Linked DNA regions of Mus musculus: region 1 is linked to region 2. A link is a contact called in public Micro-C data. All regions are on one chromosome and are shown on one strand. Each heading gives the region's core, a stretch centred on a gene start, on an enhancer-like site or on the middle of the called end of the contact. The rest is flanking DNA. Distances are from core to core; before and after follow the strand shown.

What was found. A called contact is a pair of places that touch in the nucleus more often than the background predicts.
Region 1: a Micro-C map of palatal mesenchyme shows a contact between it and region 2, with 2.5 times the contacts expected there. The contact joins two enhancer-like sites. A contact is called at or near these places in 2 of 484 Hi-C or Micro-C datasets (embryonic stem cells and palatal mesenchyme).

The regions. Positions count from the first base shown.
Region 1 is chr7:45,587,686-45,592,809 of GRCm38.p6, reverse strand. It overlaps Bcat2 (branched chain aminotransferase 2, mitochondrial), which reads right to left. Exons shown (of 11, transcript NM_009737.3): 7 at 5,019-5,124; 8 at 4,790-4,875; 9 at 4,431-4,571; 10 at 4,282-4,356; 11 at 3,100-3,504. The coding sequence ends at 3,466. Among named protein-coding and RNA genes, the nearest start is that of Gm31479, 4.9 kb to the left of the region's middle. Within about 2 kb of position 3,514, at least 285 of the 459 cell types and tissues checked have an H3K27ac peak or open chromatin away from gene starts, as enhancers often do. A contact at or near this core is called in palatal mesenchyme, where this site is marked.
Region 2 is chr7:46,010,431-46,015,568 of GRCm38.p6, reverse strand. Abcc6 (ATP-binding cassette, sub-family C (CFTR/MRP), member 6) reads left to right here. Exons shown (of 31, transcript NM_018795.2): 8 at 1-155; 9 at 1,323-1,500; 10 at 2,914-3,075. Among named protein-coding and RNA genes, the nearest start is that of Abcc6, 17 kb to the left of the region's middle. Within about 2 kb of position 2,113, at least 99 of the 459 cell types and tissues checked have an H3K27ac peak or open chromatin away from gene starts, as enhancers often do. A contact at or near this core is called in palatal mesenchyme, where this site is marked.

The sequences.
Region 1 (5,124 bases), core at 2,265-4,764, 420 kb after region 2:
ACTCCTGGCTTCCTTAGGCATCAGGCACACTCGTAGTGCAGACATTCAGACAGGCAAAACAGACATACACATAAAATAATAAAAGTTGGGGTTTTTTGTTTGTTTGTTTGTTTGTTTTTGTTATTTGAGACAGGGTTTCTCTGTATAGCCCTGGCTGCCCTGGAACTCACTCTGTAGACCAGGCTGGCCTCGAACTCAGAAATCTGCCTGCCTCTGCCTCCCAAGTGCTGGAATTAAAGGCGTGTGCCACCACGCCTGGCTAAAAGTTTTTTTTAAAGCATTGAGGACTCCTTGAAACACTCCTTTGTGTGGGATACATCTATGGATGCTTACTAAATCACAAATTAAAACACAAAATGAAGAAAATATCAATGCATTTAAAAATCAATATTTAACCCACTTCATGTTTACAGGGTCATCCATTTAACCAACCTTACTTGCTGCTATGACAAAATGAGTAACCTTCAAAACCCAAGTGTAAGAGCCAGGATGTGGCTCAGTTACTCGGGCCACAGGCCCTTTCTAGATCATAAGATAAGGGAGACGACCAGGCTCTGTGTAAAGAGTGAATGAGCTGCTTTTGAACCAACTATGAGCACAGGAAAGTTACAAAGAACCCAAGTGGCTTTTGTTGGGAACAAGCAAAAGAAGCGTCTCATTACCATTTCATTTTCAGACTCCATTTAGTCACAGAGAGGAACTAAATCCTGGGGGACCTGGGGACTTCCCAGAGCTGGGGACTTCCCAACAGCTGAACAGTTTCTGTTGTAAACAGCTGTCCCGATATCTCGGGGACAACTTCTCCATCTCTGACAGGATCGAACTAAGTTCACGTGCCCAGGCCTAGGACCAACTCCTACCCTGACTGATGGAAACTCCCCTGCTCAACTCCTTATGCTTAAACACACAGTGTCCCTTCAGAGCCATCGCTCGGCAACCAAGTCTGATTGATTACAATAAACTTCTACCATCTACATTGACCTGGTGTTTCAGTTATGATGGATTTATGGTTTTGTTTTTATGTATACAATGTTCTGCCTTGCCTAACATATAGGCCTGCAGGCCAGAAGGCACCAGATCTTATTCTAGATGCCTATGAACCACCATGTGGTTGCTGGGAATCGAACCCAGGACCTCTGGAAGAGCAGCCAGTGCTCTTACCTCTGAACCATCTCTCCAACCTAGATTATGTTGGATTTAAGTGGACCCCATAACAGCTTTGACTACAGCTCATCACACAAACTGCAAGTGACCTGACAGAAATGGTTTGGGTTTTTTTGTTTTTGGTTCTTTAAAGCAAGACAATCCAGAAATGAGTGTTTTAAAAAAAAGATTTATTCAGGAGCTGGAGGCTCAGTGGTTAAGAGCACTGACTGCTCTTCCAGAGGTCTTGAGTTCAATTCCCAGCAACCACATGGTGGCTCACAACCATTTGTAATGGGAGCTGATGCCCTCTTCTGGTGTGTCTGAAGACAGCTACAGAGTGCTCATCATATGTATAAAATAAATAAAAATCCGGGGGACTTTTGGGATAACATTTGAAATGTAAATGAAGAAAATACCTAATTTTTAAAAAATCTTTAAAATAAGTAAATAAATAAATATCTAAAGAAAAATTTTTAAAAAGTATTCATTTTATGAGTGCTTTATCTGCATGAACACCTGAATGCCAGAAGAGGGCAGCAGATCCCATTATAGACGTCTGTGAGCTGCTGTGTAGTTATTGGAATTGAACTCAGGACCTCTGGAAGAGCAGACAGCGCTCTTAAATGCTGAGCCATCTCTCCAGCCTGAAATGAGTACGTTTTGTGTTACATGAACAAACAACCATGGCCCCACCCCTGAGACCTAGGGATACACAGATGACCTTGAGAAAGAAGCCAGTGAAGGACACAAGATCTAGACAGCAACACTGAAGATCCAGAGCCAAGAGGAGGAAATGAGCGCTCAGCGAAACACTTGCAGCCAGCCCATCACAACAATGTGTTTGGGTTTTGTTGTTGTTGCTGGGGTTTTGTTTGTTTGTTTTTTGTTTTGTTTTGTTTTCCGAGATTGTGTTTCTGTGTCGTCCTGGCTATCCTGGAGGTCTGGATACCAGGCTGGCCTTGAAATCAGAGATAATTCCTGCCTCTGCCTCCCGAGTGTTGGGATTAAAGGCTTGTGCCAACACTTCCTGGCCAAAAGTGAGAATTTTTGCAGGAAGATTGAGTTGATGAAGGGAAGAAGGTTTCCAAGGGGCCTATAGATTTTCCCCTGGGTCCCTTTGGCCCCTAACCTTTACATGAACAATAAGTGGTAAAAAGGGAAGGAGATGTGGCAATGGGTCAGTTGGGGCCCCCAAAATTGGAATTCCTATTTCAAGGCTGCTGGCTGCCTTGCCCTGACCACATCTGACAAAAAGTCCTGCAGACTCTCTTCAGCTCCAGCTAATTTGATCAGCAATGAAATGGCATGCCCAATCAAGGCCGACTGAGGACAGAGGCAAGATTTGAATCCAGATCTGCACCTGGGTCTTAATCGCCTCTCTCTGGAGGCTCATGTGGGCCTTGTTAAAGTGTGTGCGTGAGGAGGGTAGGGATTGGGACGCATAGACTCACAGAGATGGAAGGGAAACATGGCATGATCCAACTCCTGCAACGGTCAAAAAAGTAGGGACTCCCTTCAGTAGGTGGCCTGCCCTGTGAGAGGAGCTGATGGCCCTGAGAGACACAATTATAGAAGCCCTTTGGTGTCAGATGGAAGCAGATGAAGGCCAGAAGGCCAAAGAGGAAGCTAGCATAGAGACAGGCAGAAGACCAGGCCAGGAAGTCAGGCCAAGGTGGGGACACAAGAAGGGACAGCGCAAGCAGTCAGGGACTCCAGGAACAGGGCTTGGACACCAATGAAATGTAAGAAGGGAAGAGATCTTGAGAGATCTGGTGTGGCCACTGTAAGGCTGTACCCAAGACAGGAGTACAGGGAGAATCCAGTAAACGGGGTTCGATACTAAAGTACAGAAGGAACCCACGGGTCAGAGAAGTCCACAAGCTGGGTCCCTGATAATAAGATGAGATGAGCCCCCAGCGACCCAAGGTGGTACTTAGAGCATGATAGCCAATGTCTTGTTCTTTGGCATTTTATTTCAAAATTGCAGCAAGTACGGAGAAAAGGGGGGGGGGGGGAAGGACACGAAGAGCACCGGGGATCCGGCCTGAGAACGGAGATAGAGAAGAAGCCAAGGTTCTCCCTTGAACACCAGGACGCGGAGCAGCTGAGTCCTGAGACCCAAAATTTGAGGTGGCGTCCAAATTGCATGGGTCCCGCCCTTAAGGCTTTGGAGTGTAACGTCCACGAGGGGGTGCCAGAGATCCAGCATCTGGACAGACCTTTCCCTATTGCACTTCTCTTGAGTCTCTGGGAAGCGAGGACGCTGGACTAGATGCGGCACGTCTGCAGATCCAACCAGGGAGGGCACAGCCCCCACCGTCACACCCGAAACATCCAATCGTGGGCACTGGCTCCGTACTGCCAGACAACGAAATTGCGGCAATAAGACAGCTGCACTACAACTCCCAGTAGACCCTGGAGCATCGCAAGCTGACCACTCTCTGAGCTCCGCCCTAGTGCCTTATGGGAAGTGTAGTCTTTTGCCCGGAGACCCAACCACCAATTCCAAGGGATCAATCATCAAAGCAGAGAATTTCAAAGCCTTGAATGCTCTTGGGAAACGGCGTTTTCAGCTCAAATGTGCTGTGCTAGGTGCCAACATGGGGCCAGGATACCCAGTCACCTCGGGTCCAGCTCAGTGGGAAATGAGCCCAGAGGTTCTCTAGAAGCCATCTAGGTTCACAAGAATTTGGGAATTCACCAGAGGCTTGTGAGAGGAATCCTTCAAGGCCAGGGAGGGGTAAGGGAAAAAGGTTTGCTATGCCAGAGGGACAGCCCAGAACCCCAGGGTGTCGTGGGAGGCCTTCCCCCCCCAACACCCCAGAGTCTCATTAAAGAGGGGGTTCTGAGCCGGGCGTGGTGGCGCACACCTTTAATCCCAGCACTCGGGAGGCAGAGGCCGGCCTGGTCTACAGAGTGAGTTCCAGGACGGCCAGGGCTACACAGAGAAACCCTGTCTCAAAAAAAAAAAAAGGGGTGGGGGGGGGGTGGGGGGGGTGGGGGCAGGTCTGTCTTTAAGACCCAAAGCCTCAGAGACTCGTGCAAGGGGCCTACAATTCCCGTGTTTCTGGCCACAGGTATTCAGAGGTGAGGAGCCATTAATCAAAGTTGTTGCTCACAAGCTCACGAGCTCACCTGAATAGCCTTCAGTTCCTTCTGGAAGCGCAGGATGAGCTCTGGGCCGTTCTCCATGGTAGGTATGTGGAGTTGCTACAGAAAGGGAGCCATGAGGATGGGGCACTCCCGCCCATTCTTTCCCACCTACCCTGGCAGCTCTGCCTCACCTTGCCTTCATACAGGATTTGGTGCACCGGGCAGACCTGACAAGCAGTGCCTGAGCCGAAGACTTCTCGCACTCGGCCTTCCTCCAGCGCCCGCTTCAATTCCTTCATAGTGACCTTGCGTTCTGCCACCCGGAACTCACCCTGCCGTAACAAGGATGCAGAAACACTCCAGTACCCAGACAGCTGCCCTACTGCAGACCACCATCACTCCCTCCCTAAGGCTGCTGGGAAAGACAGAGGCCCAGGGATGGGAGATAGATCCACAGAAAAGAGGGCTCAGGCAGTGGGCCAGGCTTCCACCACTGCACCACGACTCAAGACACTTTGGTCCAAAGATTCAGATGCCACACAGGCCCTACCCAAGTCCTGGCCAGATCCAGCAGACTTTGTCGAACTACTCCAGGCAAGATGACGCCATTCAGTGGGGGGGTTACCAGCTCCAGTACTAAATCAGGGATGACAGATGGGTGTCACTGCTTCCACCCTTACATGGTCTCCCCGTTCTTTTAGAAGCCCCCTGCCCAGGATCCGGGAAGGAATTAGGTAGGGCATCATACAGGGTATGGGTTGGGACGTGGGGAGGCTCACCTCCGTCTTCATGGGTCCAGTAGACAAAGATGTTCATGGTGCCCACCTCAGTGAGCTGGTGGTCTGGCCCGTACAGCCAGAGGACCTGCTCGCAGCCTCTCTTCTG
Region 2 (5,138 bases), core at 864-3,363:
GCCCCTGAGACAGAGGCCTTCCTGCAGCCAGAGAGGAGTCAGAGGGGCCCACTACTCAGGGCTATCTGGCGCGTGTTCCGGTCCACCTTCCTGCTGGGGACCCTCAGCCTGGTCATTAGCGATGCCTTCAGGTTTGCTGTTCCCAAGCTCCTCAGGTAGGCTCTGGCTCTGGCTGAGGTACCTCAGTGGCATCCTGGGAGGAAAAATTCTGCCTCTGTGTGTACATCAGGGACTCAGGACCACAGCACATGTGCAATAAGTCTGCGGAAGTGGGGGACACATGTCAGGAGAAAGTGACTGATCCCGGGAGGGCAGAGGGCTGTATCAGTTAAGGTTTGCTGCTAAACTATCGTCCCCAAGGTTAGAGCTTAAAGTCACAGGCATTCACGCACTCAGCTGATCAGGATGTATGGATGGGCAGTTTGGGCTGGATCCCACTGGATGGGCCCACTCAAGTGTTTGTGGCTGATGGCTGAGTAGGTCAGAGATGTATGAAATGGTCTCACCGAGGCTTTGCTCCATGCAATTTCCATCTCTAAGAGACTAGGGCAGGACTGTTCAAGTACTACTGGACATGGCCAGGGAGACAGGACAAAATCACACATACACAGACACACAGACATAGGCACACAGACACACAGAGACATACACACACACAGATACACAGACACAGATACACAGACACACACAGGCACAGACACACACAGACAAACATACATAGACACACACAGACACACAGACACACAGACACACACACACACACACACACACACACACACACACACGGCAAAGCCTGGCAGTGAGGAGCTGTCATTCTTACTCAAGAGGTTAAAGGAGGAAGATTGCAAGTTCCAGGCCAGCCTGGGCTACACCATGGGCTCTAGGCCTGCCTACATCACTTACTAAATGGAAAGTAAAGCCAGGCTTGGCATTGGGATTTGTGATGACAGCGCCCAAGAGCCTGGGGGTAGTAGGGTCACAGCTTGAGACTTGAAACACAGAATGAGTCCTAGCCCCAACTAGAGCCAAACCAGGGCTTCAGCTTGTGTCGGTTCAGTGGTCAAGTGTTTGTCAACCAAGCTCTGGGTTTGATCCCTAGCACCTACATGCCCGTATCCTATCAGAAACTCAAGCTCATGGTATGCATAGTGAGTCTGAAGCTAACCTGAGCTACACGACCTCCATCCCCACCCTGTTTCAAAAAGAAAAAAAAAAAAAAAGTCACATGGAAAAGAAACATGGACAGGGTAGAGGTCATGACCCCGATGACCCTGCACCCAGATGGCTTAGGCCTCACTGCTGTCCCTCTTCCTGCATCCCAGTCTGTTTCTGGAGTTCATGGGTGACCGCAACTCCTCGGCGTGGACAGGCTGGCTCCTAGCTGTGCTGATGTTCGCGGCAGCCTGCCTACAGACGTTGTTTGAACAGCAGCACATGTACAGAGCCAAGGTCCTGCAGATGAGGCTGCGAACAGCCATCACTGGCCTGGTGTACAGAAAGGTGAGCGCCAGGGGCGGGAGTGTGAGCATCCATACGGCCTAGTCTCCTGTCCTCCTACCTCCTTGGTTAACGCTCTGTGATCGGGCCCTGATCTGGGTACCTTCTCCAATCTGTTAATTAAACAAGCAAGGGACAGTGACTTCCCCCTAAGTCTTTCTCTGGAATCCTGACTGTGAGAATAAGAGATATGTGTAGCTATGCAGTTCTGGCTGGGGGTGGCCCCAACCATCTGTCTCTGGCAAGTTGTTAAGACACTGTGAGATCTCTCCCAAGACAAGCTCCTCTCTGGCACCCCGGCTTCAGTCTTTTCCTTCTCCCAGCGTGGGGCTCCTGGGGAAATGGCAGTTTCCAGGTATCCATTGTTTCTCTAGCCTGCCTGTGCAGAGGAGGGACACAGGATAACCTGTAGTCCCGCCAGGATGCTTACATCCCTTGTGAGTCTCCAAGGCTTTGAGCTCAAGAGGAAACACAGCCTGCCCTGCAAGGCAGCCTTTGATCCTCAGAAGAGGGCTGACGTAACCTGACCCCCAGGGAGACGCCTTCTTGGCTCTTAGCATGGCTGCCCATTGAAAGGAACTATAAACATCTTTGAGCTCTGCTTCTGTCACTCAAACTCCAGCTGTGCCAACAAGCCTGGCTCCACTGAAGTTCTCAGGAGGCAGCAGGGGTGGGAAGTCCCCGTGGGTGGGGCTGCAGCTGGCCCTCTGTGAAGACTTGCAGAGTGGGGAGTTCTACACCTTGGATCACATTAACTCTCACACAGCACAGAGCAGGCAGGAAGAGCCAGTGTTCCTCACGCTGGGTCCTGAGACCTCAGTAGCTGGCAGATCAGAAGCCACTGGAGAAAGAGGCACTGGAGGCAGTAATGGTCAGGAAGGTCAGGCTGGGACAATCTAACACCCTGTCCTGTCTGTGCCATGCCTTAGGGGTCCTGAATTCCTGGCCTATGGGTCTCTGGCTCTGACTCTGACTCAGGGCAAGTTGCTTCGCTTCTCGGCGCCTCAGTTTCCTTAGCTGTAAAATAGGGTCCACATTGATCCTGGAATCACTTTTCACTTCTTAACAGCTGGTCCATGCAGTGTACCCACAGGCCTGGTTGCAGTCACCAGAGTGACCCCAGCATCAGTACAGTGTAGCCTGCATCTGTCCCTGACATCTGAGGAGAGGAGGCTGCTCTCAGCACAGACATGGGTATCCCTAGCACAGGGGGCAAATGAGCCCAGATCACCCGGGTCTAGCTTTCTGTAATTTTTACTTACAGTGTCCCCCCAGATCCCCATGCCCAACCCTGGGAGTTAGCTTGGGAAAGTTTACAGGTTCACTGCATAGGTGGTAAACTGAGGCTGGGCCTGCACTCAGTGCCCACTCCCATTCCTCCCTCCTCACATGTCCCTCTTCCTCACACCGGCCCAGGTCCTGGTCCTGTCCAGTGGTTCCAGAAAGTCCAGCGCAGCAGGGGACGTGGTCAACCTGGTGTCGGTGGACATCCAGCGGCTGGCCGAGAGCATCATCTACCTCAACGGGCTGTGGCTGCTCTTCCTGTGGATCTTTGTGTGCTTTGTCTACCTGTGGCAGGTGTGGATCTGGGCCTCCATATCCTCCTATTCCTCCTCCCCTCCCTCCTCCTCCTATTCCTCCTCTTCTCCCTCCTCCTCCTCTCCCTCCTCCCCTTGCTCCTCCTCCTCTCCCTCCTCCCCTTGCTCCTCCTCCTCTTCCTCCTCCCCTTGCTCCTCCTCTTCCTCCTCCCCTTGCTCCTCCTCCTCTTCCTCTTCCTCTTCTTTCTCTTCCTCCCCTCCCTCCTCCTCCTCCCTAAACCCAGTCTCCATCTGTAAATTGATACAAAGTGAAGAGTCTTAGAGTGACCTCTGCTCAGGTTCAAGCCCAGGCTAGCCCCCTCCAGCACTGAGTTCTTTCTCTTTCTCAAAATGCTGATGATAATGTGGATGAGTTCACTTTGGGGTTTTAGGTTGGTTCAGGTTGGGGTTTGGGTTTTTTGAGGCAAGACCTTGTGTAACCCTGGCTAGTTTCAAACTCATGACATAGCTGAGGCTAGCCTTGAGCTTCTATCCTCCTGCCTCCACCTTGTAAGTGCCTGATTACAGGCGTGTGCCCACCCAGATGGGATCCTTACTATTACCAATTCTCAGTGGGTTCTCGGGGAACTCAGTAGGCGAATCCGTTATGTTTTGGAGTGGCTGGTGCCGCTGAACCATGCTCACCAACACAAGGCTGAAACATAGTGCCGGGGAAGAATTGCCGCCACGTGCAGAAAGCACAGTGCCATGGCATCAGCCGGGAAACCTTTTCTTCCTTTTGCTTCATGATACAAAAGCATCTGCTATTATCACTATTATTGTTATTATTATTATTATTATTATTATTATTATTATTGGCTCTGGCTGTGCATGGACTGCTGCCTGGGTTTAAATCTTGCTCTTACCATTTACTTGCTGTTAAACGTCACACTACTAACTCACCCTCCCTGTGCTACAATTCCTTGGTTCTAAGAACAGAGGATAACTAAAAGCAGGCTCCTGGTTCTACATGGGTGAGACCCAGAGAACCTGACAGAGTTTATGCAGCCTCTGCCTGAGGGGCAGCCTCTGCCTGAGGGGCAGCCTCTGCCTGAGGGGCAGCCTCTGCCTGAGGGGCAGCCTCTGTCTGAGGGGCAGCCTCTGCCTGAGGGGCAGCCTCTGCCTGAGGGGCAGCCTCTGTCTGAGGGGCAGCCTCTGCCTGAGGGGCAGCCTCTGTCTGAGGGGCAGCCTCTGCCTGATGGGCAGCCTCTGTCTGAGGGGCAGCCTCTGTCTGAGGGGCAGCCTCTGCCTGAGGGGCAGCCTCTGTCTGAGGGGCAGCCTCTGTCTGAGGGGCAGCCTCTGTCTGATGCAATCACTTGGGTCCAGCGGGGCTCTGGGTATGGATTCAGGAATGGTAGACATGAATTTGAGAGCTTGAGAATATAAGCTGAGTTTAACAAGAAAGTCTATGTGGTTTGTGGGTGCCTTATTGGCATAGCCCAAAGGCCATTTTGAGCAATGCCTTTAACAGCCCTCTGCATCTTGCCTGTGACCAGGGTAAGATGAGGCATGAATTCCCCGATGTGGCATCGTGTTGGTGCTCTCAGAATCTGGGGAACTTAGTTTCCAACTTTTGGATTAGGTATTCTCGGGCTGTGTATCTAAGGTGCTTTGCACAGTACCTAGTGCTCACTTGCATAGTGTTGTTAGCTGCCATCTGATATGTGAGGGGAGCCATCACCACCATTGAAAGTTTCCTTATTTATCTCTGTGGTGCCTCGTGTATGCCATGCAAGCAGTTTTCCACTGAGCTACATCTTTGGTCCTTAAAAAACATATTTTCATATTTATATAACAATTATATAATATATAAATACTATATATTTATATATTATATTATATATAATATGTTATATATAATGTTATAATTTATATTATTACATATAGTACCATATGTTTTATGATATATTTATATAGTATATAATATATTATATAATATAGATATATTTATATACAATGTTTGTTTATTTATTTTATTTTTTACTTTTTTGGTTTTTTTTCGAGACAGGGTTTCTCTGTGTAGTTCTGGCTGTCCTGGAACTCACTCTGTAGACCAGGCTGGCC